Linked DNA regions of Sarcophilus harrisii: region 1 is linked to region 2. The links are chromatin contacts, called in public Hi-C maps. All regions are on one chromosome and are shown on one strand. The core of a region is the stretch at or near the end of the contact, and the rest is flanking DNA. Distances in the headings are between cores, read along the strand shown.

The links. A called contact is a pair of places that touch in the nucleus more often than the background predicts.
Region 1: a Hi-C map of heart shows a contact between it and region 2, with 12 times the contacts expected there. The contact joins the promoter of LOC111720307 here to the promoter of LOC100927775 in region 2. A contact is called at or near these places in 2 of 3 Hi-C or Micro-C datasets (fibroblasts and heart).

The regions. Positions count from the first base shown.
Region 1 is chr3:594,158,495-594,163,201 of mSarHar1.11, reverse strand. It overlaps LOC111720307 (carcinoembryonic antigen-related cell adhesion molecule 21-like), which reads right to left and starts at 2,215. Exons shown (of 3, transcript XM_031961665.1): 1 at 2,152-2,215; 2 at 905-1,249. The coding sequence starts at 2,215.
Region 2 is chr3:594,024,212-594,029,379 of mSarHar1.11, reverse strand. It overlaps LOC100927775 (carcinoembryonic antigen-related cell adhesion molecule 5-like), which reads left to right and starts at 2,452. Exons shown (of 14, transcript XM_031961664.1): 1 at 2,452-2,560; 2 at 3,116-3,463. The coding sequence starts at 2,452.

The DNA of each region.
Region 1 (4,707 bases), core at 966-3,465, 130 kb before region 2:
TTCCTCACTTACAAACACAGCACCTCCATCCCAGGGTCCTTGTGAGAATCAGATGAAATATGATGCCCAGTGCCCCTCAACACCTTCTGGCTCCACATAATGACAGCCCTTGTTAGCCTATTTCCCAGCAGGAAAACTCTCCTTGTCGGGAACGATGTCCTTCCTTGGAGCTCCAAATGACCTCTTGGTTCCCCCTGGGCCCTGAATTGGTTTTCTCCTCATGTGGATGGGGTTCAGGGGAGCTGGAATCCTCTGTCTCCACCTGACCCTTCCCAGAACCCTGGAGCCTCTGATCTTGCCTATTTCTCAAGGAAATGGAGGTGACACAGGGGTCCTTCCTCTGGGGTCTGGCTCCCAGCTCTGGAAGTCTCAGAAGACAGAAGGTTCTGGGCACCAAGGCCGTTGGGCGTCTGGCTCTTGGGCTGTGCGTAGTGTGGATGTGAGCTCTCCTGGGCCCAGCAGTACCCAGACTCAGCAATGCTCCCCCCAGACCCAGCAATGCTCCCTCCATCCCCAGTAGATTTTTAACTGTCTTAGGGAAGGTGAACTTCAGAGTCAAATTGACTGGCTCAAGCACAACTGAAAAGGGCTAGACATCCCTCCAAGCCCTCAAGGCTCTTCTTAGTTTCAGAGTATGGTCTGGGAAAGCTGGCAGGAAGCAGGAAGTTACCCCCAATAATAACACTTAGAGCCTCAGAAGCTGGGGACCTCTCTCCTCTCCAGTGGTCCCAGTGACCTATGATCATACTGATCTGGGTTGGAGGGGCTCTTGCCTCTTTGGCCTTAATTATGGGGGGGGGGAATCATGCTCTGCATTCTCCCTGCTCCCTTAGGGGAGCTTCTCACCCCAGACTGAGGGAGGGAATAGGAGTGAGACATGGCCCAGGGGAAGGGCAGCACTTACCATACACTGCTAAATGTCCTTGTGCAACTATGGAGCATTTAGAATTAACAATGACTACAATGTAGTCATCAGAATCACTGAGGGTGAGGTCAGGGATCAGCAGGGAGCCATTGGGGAACACCTTCTTCCAGATATCTCCAGGATCCTGCTCTCTATTTTCAACTGTGTAGACAGCGATCTCGTTGGGATCTGTTATTGTTTTTCTGAACCAAGTATAGGAGACAGCCCGGCCTGAGTAGTCCTGGATATCCAAGGTGACATTGCGGTTCACTTCCCCATAGAGAGGGTTTGACACAACAGAGATTTGAGCAGACGTCGGTTGGATCCAGCAGCTGAGGATGGAGGCTGAAAGGGAAGGAAGGAGGCAGAGGTCAGCAGGATCCCACTGCCCTCCTGAGAGACCAAGGCCACTGAGCTGTCCCTGACATAAGGGTGGGGGCTGCTCAGCCTGCCTTGGGGGCTGCTGGGGGCTCAGTGGGGGTGTTTGCAGGGAATCCTGGGCCTCCACATCACGTAAAGGCCCCAGCCTCTGCAGAGAATTGGAGCCTTTGGTATGTGACACATTTTCAGCTTCCTCCCCGGGCTTGATTCAGAACAGATCTGCCAGTGTGTCCGGCAAGGCAATGGAGGCAGAAATGAAGCAACAAAGTGTTGTGGCTGAGGACAAAAACCAGACTTTAGAGATTCCTGAACCCAGTGCTCTCAATTTACAAACAAGGAAACTGAGGTCCAGGTAAGGTGAGACATCTGACTGATACGAAATAGGAAAAGGCAAAGGCAATACTTGAACCCAGATCTGCTGGCCCCAAACCCAGGAAGCTCCTTTTCACTAAACCCTGGGTGCATTTTAAGGCTGATACTTTTAAGGTCTCACTGAGAGGAAGGTGGTATTCCAGGTAAACCCAAGTTAAGAATCTAGGGGTCCTGACCATGGTCATGCAGCCAGTACACATCAGAGCTGGGATCCACACCCAGGTCTCCTCTGACTGTAAAGCTTCCCTTCCCCACTGCTCAGTTCCAGCACTGGACATTGACCTGAGTGTCAGGATGTGGATGGATAGCTTTGAGCTGCTGTTACTTCCTCTGCCCCTGATTAGGGAAGATTCCCTGGTCAAGTCTACTTAGACCATGTCTAGGATAGAACCCTAGGACTGGTCCGCTTCCCTCTGGTCCCCGTCTCCATCTGGGTCAGAATTCCACCAGCTGCCTCTGCCCTCCCCCAGGCTCCTGAAGAGCTGGTGTCTCACCTGTAAGCAGGAGCCCCCTCCAGGGGCTGACTGCCCTGTGCTGAGGTTCTGAGGGACTCTCCATGGGGCTGGGCTGTGGCTGTGTCACCCCGTCTCCTTCCCAGGAATCTCTCTGCTTTCCTGAGCTGTGTCTTCCCTGTACAGGCTCAAGGGCAGACCCTGGAGGTGTCCCTGCTGCTGTCTAGGCTAAGGCTGTCCCTGGGGCAACCCAGAGATGGGTCTCTTGGTCTCCTCCTTCTCTGGAAGACTGAGGTCTCTCTTCAGAGCTGTAGTTCTTCTATCTGCCTGGATCACAAGGGCCCACAGGGCAGGGACTTAGCTTCTCACTTTCTCCTCCTCCTCCCTCCTGCTCTTTCTTCCCCTCCCAGCTACTGTGGTTTCCTGCCTCTCCTGGGGAGCCCTCCCCTGAACAGATCCCCCCCACTGTCCACGGAGAAATGCTTCTGTCCCCCAGGGGAACAAGACTCACTAAGAATTACCTACTGTCCAGTAGAACTGATACCTGACCCCAGTTCCTTTATTTTCCTCATCAGTAGACAGTGTTTAGACCCCAAAAGATGCACAGAGAATGGAGGCAGAGCCACTGAATGTGCTTGGGGCCTTTAGGACTTCTGGGTCTTGTCTCTCCTCCCCTCCCCTGTCAAGGCAGGTAACAGGGCCTGGCCCTTCCTCAGGTGGTTTACGGTGGCTTCTGGGAGGATCTAACAAGGCTGGGAGTGGGAATAGGGAATCATGCAGACTACAGTTTCTTCCCCCCTGGTGGGAGCAGATTGGGACCATCTTCTTCCTGCACCCTTTCAGGACTCCCAGCAATCCTTCCCACTCTTTAGTTGAGAGAAGACTGGGTCTGGGCCCAAGTAGAAGTGAATTCAATCTTGCCTCAGACACTTTGTAGCTTTATGACCTTGGGCCAATTCAACTATCTGCCTCTGTTTCTTCAACTGTGCAGTGGGAAGGATAATACTAGTACCCATGTCCCAGGCTTGTGAGGAGGCTCAAAGGAAACAATATATACCATTGGATTATTTGTCATCTAGAGGAGGGGTTGGGGAAGGGAGGGAAAAATTGGAACACAAGGTTTTGCAAGGGCTAATGTTGAATAATTGTCCATGCATATGTTTTGAAACATAAAAAGTTATATAGATATATATAGAATACCTATATCTATATCTATATCTATCTATCTATATATCTATATATATCTATATATATCTATATATATATATATATCATTCAGCACAATGAAGGAGGACCATTAGCCATCCTTTGGCAGGAGGGAATGGCGAGGGCATAAGAATTTGAGCCAAGATGGCTCTGGATGGAGCTGAATGGGAAGGATGGAAAGAAGGGAGGTCTAAGAACTCAAGAGGCCTTTGATTAGCTTGGTCAATATTACTGTGTAAACACCTGCTATGTTTCAGATCATGTGCTAAGAACTGGGGAAACAAAGAAAGGTAAAGGTCCCTGTCTCATAATAGAGGTGACAATATGGACAGGATTCTACAAGTAAGACCAATTGAGGACAAATTAGAAAACCTCTCAGAGGGAAGGCGCCAACATTAAGGAGGGAGGGGAGGGGAGATTTCAAGAAAGTTGTGGGTGAAGAATACTTGCTATAGACCCAATTTGGCAGTCTCCCTCAAATCTTAAGGCTAGACATTGTAGGAACTCTATCCTAGGGCATGGAGGGCAGAATCTTCAACATTTCCCACTTTGTGGCTTGTAGTCTAAGAAGGGAAGAAAGACTCATTTTTAAAAAAAACCATTTTGCTAAAGACAATGAAGACAATGTTGTGATTATGCAAGATGAGCCCAGATTTCCCAGTATGGAAGAGGAGTGGGTGAGTGACTAGCTCCTACTCACACAGGAAAGGAGTGAGGACCAGATAGGAAGTTTCAGTACATTAAGCCAAGGGCTGTGGATCTATGAGGTCTGGGGGACAGGAAGAGGAAATGTATGTCAAGGGGCCAGATATAATGGCATCCCTTCTGCCCCTAAAGATAAGGTCAAATCACAAGATCATTGCTTTGTGGACTCTTGCTACAGTCTCACCCCAAGTGAAGATCTTTAGAAATTTCAACTTTATTACATCAAACCAGAAAACCAAGTTATGATGTCAAAACCCCAAGATTATATTTCCCCTATCAAAGATCTGCTCCTAATGTAGATCTTTGCTAACTGTTTTTAGAGTGCTAAATCCCTTTTAGGTTTAGCCCACCACTTAATGATTAGTCTGCTAAACTTCTCTATTCATTTTAGTTCATCAGTCAGTGGCTTAATTCCAACTCTTGGCATCTTTCCTTTAACAGTGTCTTCCTCCTGGTTGATTGTGAGTTCCCCTAGGAAACTTGTGTTTCCCCTTGTTAATGGCTAAAATCCCTTTCCTTGCTAAAGATGATCATGGATTTAGCCTGCTCTTAGCTGTGTAATAAAATCTTTATCCTTTGATTTATTGATAAATTCTTTTGGGATGACTTGTGACAGGACCCCATATTGCTAATATATGTTTGGGAGGTCTCACCTTGTCACCTGGTCATTCATCATTCTAGTGACCT
Region 2 (5,168 bases), core at 1,203-3,702:
AATGAATCTGAAGAGAAAGTGATTAAATAGCAGAGGGGACACTAACCCAGGTCTCTAATGCCCATGATCAGTTTTCAGGACTGAGTCAGCCAATCCTTTCTAGGAAAGGCCCTTTGGGTAGCCATCTCTTTCAGTGCATCTGAAGGAGGACTCATTTCCAAGCTTGACTTTTTGTACAAACCAGCTGTGCAAAAGGAGTTAGGCCTATTTACACTAATGTCACATCCCTTTCCCAGAAAGACTCAACATTCAGAAAAAGAAAACCTGCATCTGGCATATATTCACTGACTGAGCAGGACTCCCTTAGAAGCCTTCTATAGCGATGGAGCAGGGAACTGGGTTTTCCCCACAATTGGGACATGTCAGGAATGTCCTAGGCTGGTCTGAGGCCCAGGAAGGCCCAAGGCTGGATTTGGGGGTAGAAGCCTTGCTTTTGCTTGTTCCCCCTGTGAGCCTGGGCAGGGCACCACCTCTTTGGGTCTCTTTCTGCCACTGTCAGATGCGATGCTCTTATGATTTTTCACCTTATCTTGACGGGGAAGGAGATGCCATTGCATCTGGTTCTTTGCCCCACATTTCCTCTTCCCCTCCTCAGAGATTCACAGCTCTTGGCCTTAATGTACTGAAACTTCATAGCTGGTTCTCACTTATTTCCTGTGTGATTAGGGGTAGTCACTGGCCCACTCCTCATCAACATTGGGAGATACGGGTTGACCTTGAAGACTCACAAGATTGTATTCATTGTCTTTAGAGAAATGGACTTTTTCATGAGTTTTTGCAGAAGGGGAACGGTGGAGATTCTGCCCTCCATGCACCGGGATAGAACTCAGACAATGTCTGACTTAAGATTAGAGGGAGACGGCCTATGTGAGGGAGACACTACCCTCTGTAGCCCATCCCCCTTAATGCTGGTGCCTTCTCTCTGACATGTTCTCCATTTTGTCCTCATTATATTTAGAATTCTGTCCATGTTGTCTTCTCCATCAGGAGACAGGGATTTTTACCATTCTTTATATCCCCAGTGCTTAACACACTGCCTGGAACTTAGTAGGTGCTTTCAAAGTGTTTATTGATTAACCTAATCAAAAGCCCCATGAGTTCTTAGACCCCTCCCCCTTTCCCTACTTCCCATTCAGCTCCATCCAGAGCCATCCTTATGCTCTTAGCATTCCCTTCTCCCAAAGGATGCCCACGGGTCCTCCTTCACTGTGCTAAATGATTTACATATAGGAGGATCATTTGATCCTCACCACAAGCCTGGGACCTGGGTGCTAGTATTATCCTTCCCATTGCACAACTGAGAAAACTGAAGCAGATAGTTCAGTTTGCCCAAGGACATAAAGCTATAAAGTGTGTGAGGATCCATTCGAACTCTCTTCTGCTGGGATCCAGACCCAACCTTCTCTCAATGAAAGATGGGGGAGGATTGCTGGGAGTCCTGGAAGGGTGCAGCGAAAAGAAGATGGTCCGATCTGTTCCCACCAGAGAGAGGAGCAGCTCTAGTCAGCATCATCCCAGCCCTGTGGGATCCTCCCAGAAGTCATGGTAAACCACCTAAGGGAAGGCCAGCACACTATGACCTAGCCTGATGGGGTAGGGGAGACAGTCTGGGTGCTAAAAGCCCCAAATAAGGATCCAAACATTTAGTACCTCTGTCCTTTGCATCCTTTGTGCTCATTTTGGGGTCTAAACAATGTCTGCTCCAGCAGGGAAATAAAGTAGTCAGGGATCAGGTATCAGTTCTACTGAACAGTAGGTAATATTGAGTGATATACATGTTCCTCTGGGGGACAGAACCACTTCTCCATAGGCATTGGGGGGGATCTGTGCAGGTGAGGGGCTCCCCTGAGAGGAAGGACATCACAGCAGCTGGGAGGGGAAGAAAGAGGAGGAGAGAGAAGGGAGGAGAGAAGAGGGAGGAGCGAGGAGAAAGTCAAAGGCTAAGTTCCTGCCCTGTGGGGTTTTTGTGATCCAGGCAGATAGAAAAGCTCCATCTCTGAAGAGAGAGACCTCAGTGTTCCAGAAAAGGAGGCAACCAAGAGACCCAGCTCCAGGCTGCCCCCAGAGACAGCCTTAGCCTGGACAGCAGCAGGGACACCTCCAGGGTCTGCCCTTGAGCCTGTACAGAGAAGACACAGCTAAGGAAAGCAGAGAGATTCTTGGGAAGGAGACAGGGTGACACAGCCACAGCCCAGCCCCATGGAGAGCCGTTCAGAGCCTCAGAGTGGGGCACTCAGCCCCTGGAGGGGGCTCCTGATCACAGGTGAGACACCAGCTCTGCAGGAGCCCAGGGGTGGGGAAGAAGGGAGAAAGGGGCCAGTATAAGGGCTTCTGTTCTAGTCATTTTCAAAGAAGACTTGACCAAGAGTCTTTCCTAACCAGAGGCAGGAGGGAAGTAGCATCGCAGCAGCAGTTCATATCTATGCACTCACATCCCTGAGACTCGGGGTAATGTCCAGTGCTGGGACAGAGCCACCTTTGAAGGGGGGAAGGGAAGCTTTCCAGTCAGGAGACCTGGATGTGGATCCCAGCTCTGATGGGTACTGGCTGCGTGACCATGGTCAGGTCACCTAGACTCTTAGCTTGAGTTTACCTGGACTACCACCATCCTCCCAGTGATTTTTGGGAGCCAAAGTGTCAGCCTTAAAATGTACCCAGGATTCAGTGAAAAGATCCTTCATGGATTTGGGACCAGGAATTAAAATGTTGCCTTTGCCCTTTCCTATTTCATATCAGTCACATGTCTCACCTTACCTGGACCTCAGTTTCTTTCATTGTAAATTGAGAGCACTGGTTTCAGGAATCTCTGAAGTCTGGTTTTTGTTCTCAGCTACAACATTTTGTTGCTTCATTTCTGCCTCCATTGCCTTGCTGGGCACACTGGCAGATCTGAATCAAGCCCGGGGAGGGAGCCAAAAATGTGTTACATACCAAAGGCTCCGATTCTCTGCAGAGGCTGGGCCTTCACATGATGTGCAGGCCCAGGAATCCCTGCAAACACCTCCACTGAGCTCCCAGGAGCCCCCACCCTTATGTCAGGGACAGCTCAGTGGCCTTGGTCTCTCAGGAGGGCAGAGGGACCCTGCTGACCTCTGCCTCCTTCTTCCCCTCTCAGCCTCCATCCTCAGCTGCTGGATCCAGCCAACGTCTGCTCTGATCACTGTTGTTCCAAATCCTCCCTATGGGGAAGTGAACCGCAGCGTCACCTTGGAACTCCAGGGCTACACAGCCCAGGCTGTCTTCTATACTTGGTACAGAAAAGTAGTACTACCTAGCTACATGATTGCTAAATACAAAGTTGAAACCGGCGTGCAGGACCCTGCAGGCATCCGGGAGAAGGTGTTCCCCAACGGCTCCCTGCTCATCCCTCACCTCACCCTCAGTGACACTGATGACTACCTTGTAGCCATTAGTAACAGTCAAGGCTTCTTAACAGTTAGACAATGCCATTTAGCAGTATATGGTAAGTGCTGTCCTTCCCCTGGGCCATGTCTCACTTCTATTCCCTCTTTCAGTCTGGGGTGAGAAGCTCCCCTAAGGGAGCAGGGAGAATGAAGAGCATAAGCCCCCTCCCTCCCCCATAATGTGGGCCAAAGAGGCCAGAGCCCCTCCAGCCCAGATCAGTGTGATCCTGGGTCACTGGGAACACTGGAGAGGTCAGAGGTCACTAGCTTCTGAGGCTCTAAACTGTTTGGGGGATAACTTCCTGCTTCCTCCCAGCTTTCCCAGACCATACAGTGAAACTAAGATGGGCCGCTGAGGGGCCCTTTCCATTGTGCCTGAGGCAGGTAAATTGTTCGCTAAGACATTTAAAAACCTACTTGGGGTTGGGGGAGCATTGCTGGGTCTGGGGGGAGCATTTCTGGGTCTGGGGACTGCTGGGCCCAGGGGAGCTCACGTCTAGACTACTCACAGCCCAAGAGCCAGACGCACAACGGCCTTGGTGCCCAGGACCTTCTGTTCTTCTGAGGCTTCCAGAGCTGGGAGTGAGACTCCAGAGGAAGGACCCCTGTGTCACCTCCATTTCCTAGAGAAACAGGCAAGATCAGGGGTCAGCCTGGGACAGAGGGTTCCAGCTCTGCTGAGCCCCAGCTGGAAGAGGAGAAAACCAATTCAGTGCCCAGGGGGACCAAGGAGACATTTGGGGCCCCCCTCAAGTTCCCAACAAGGAGAGCTTTCCTGCTGGGAAATAGGCTAACAAGGGCTATCATTATGTGGAGCCAGAAAGTGTTCAGGGGGCTCTGGGCATCATATTTCATCTGATTCTCACAAGGACCCTGGGACGGAGGTGCTGTATTTGTAAGTGAGGAAAAAGAAACAGAGAGTGAGTGATTTGGCCAGAGTCAAGTGAGGAAAAAGAAACAGAGAGTGAGTGATTTGGCCAGAGTCACATAGTCAGACTGAGGCTCAGGAGAGGAAAGTACTTGGCTAAAGTCACATAGTGAGGAAGGAATGGAATTCAGGACCCTCTGACATCAAATCTGTGACTATTTCCACTACGAACCACGGTGGGTAGTGAGCAGTGTCTTGTCTCCAAGTGGCCCATGTCCTGCTCCTCTCTCCCATGACCCTTCATCCATAGCTCCTGTCAGAACTGCTCAGAGTACTGAGCAGAAAATACTTCTTCTAAGCCTTGCTGTCCCTCTCTGCCCCTCAAGTCCAAGCCCATTTACTGGGACCCACCTCCCTATAAACATGGAATAGCTCATTTCTGTGTGCAATTTTATAAAGAGCTTTTACATAGATGGTCTTATTTCATCCTCCCAACTACTGTGAGATGAGCTCTATTATCCCATTTCACAGGTGAGGAAATTGAGACAAAGAGACCTTAAATGGCTTGCTAATGAGTCATACAGCTGATAACTTTCTGAGACATGGTTTCAATGCCAGTCTTTCTAAGTCCTAAGCAACTCTGCCATATTAGATATAAGGTACTTACTTGCCATCAAGGCATCTTTCCCAAAGTCCTGCCATGGCCTTCTGTCCCAGGAGCACGCTCACTGCCGAGCACGCTCACTGCCCAGCACGTTCATGCTCACTGCCCTGCATGTACTCCCCACTCCTCAGAGGTCACTGGCTGACCTCAGCCCTGTCAGATTCTTGCCCAGTCCCATCTGACCTTACTGGATACAAGGGTCTCTCGGTGTCTTTGTAAGAAATGAAGCATT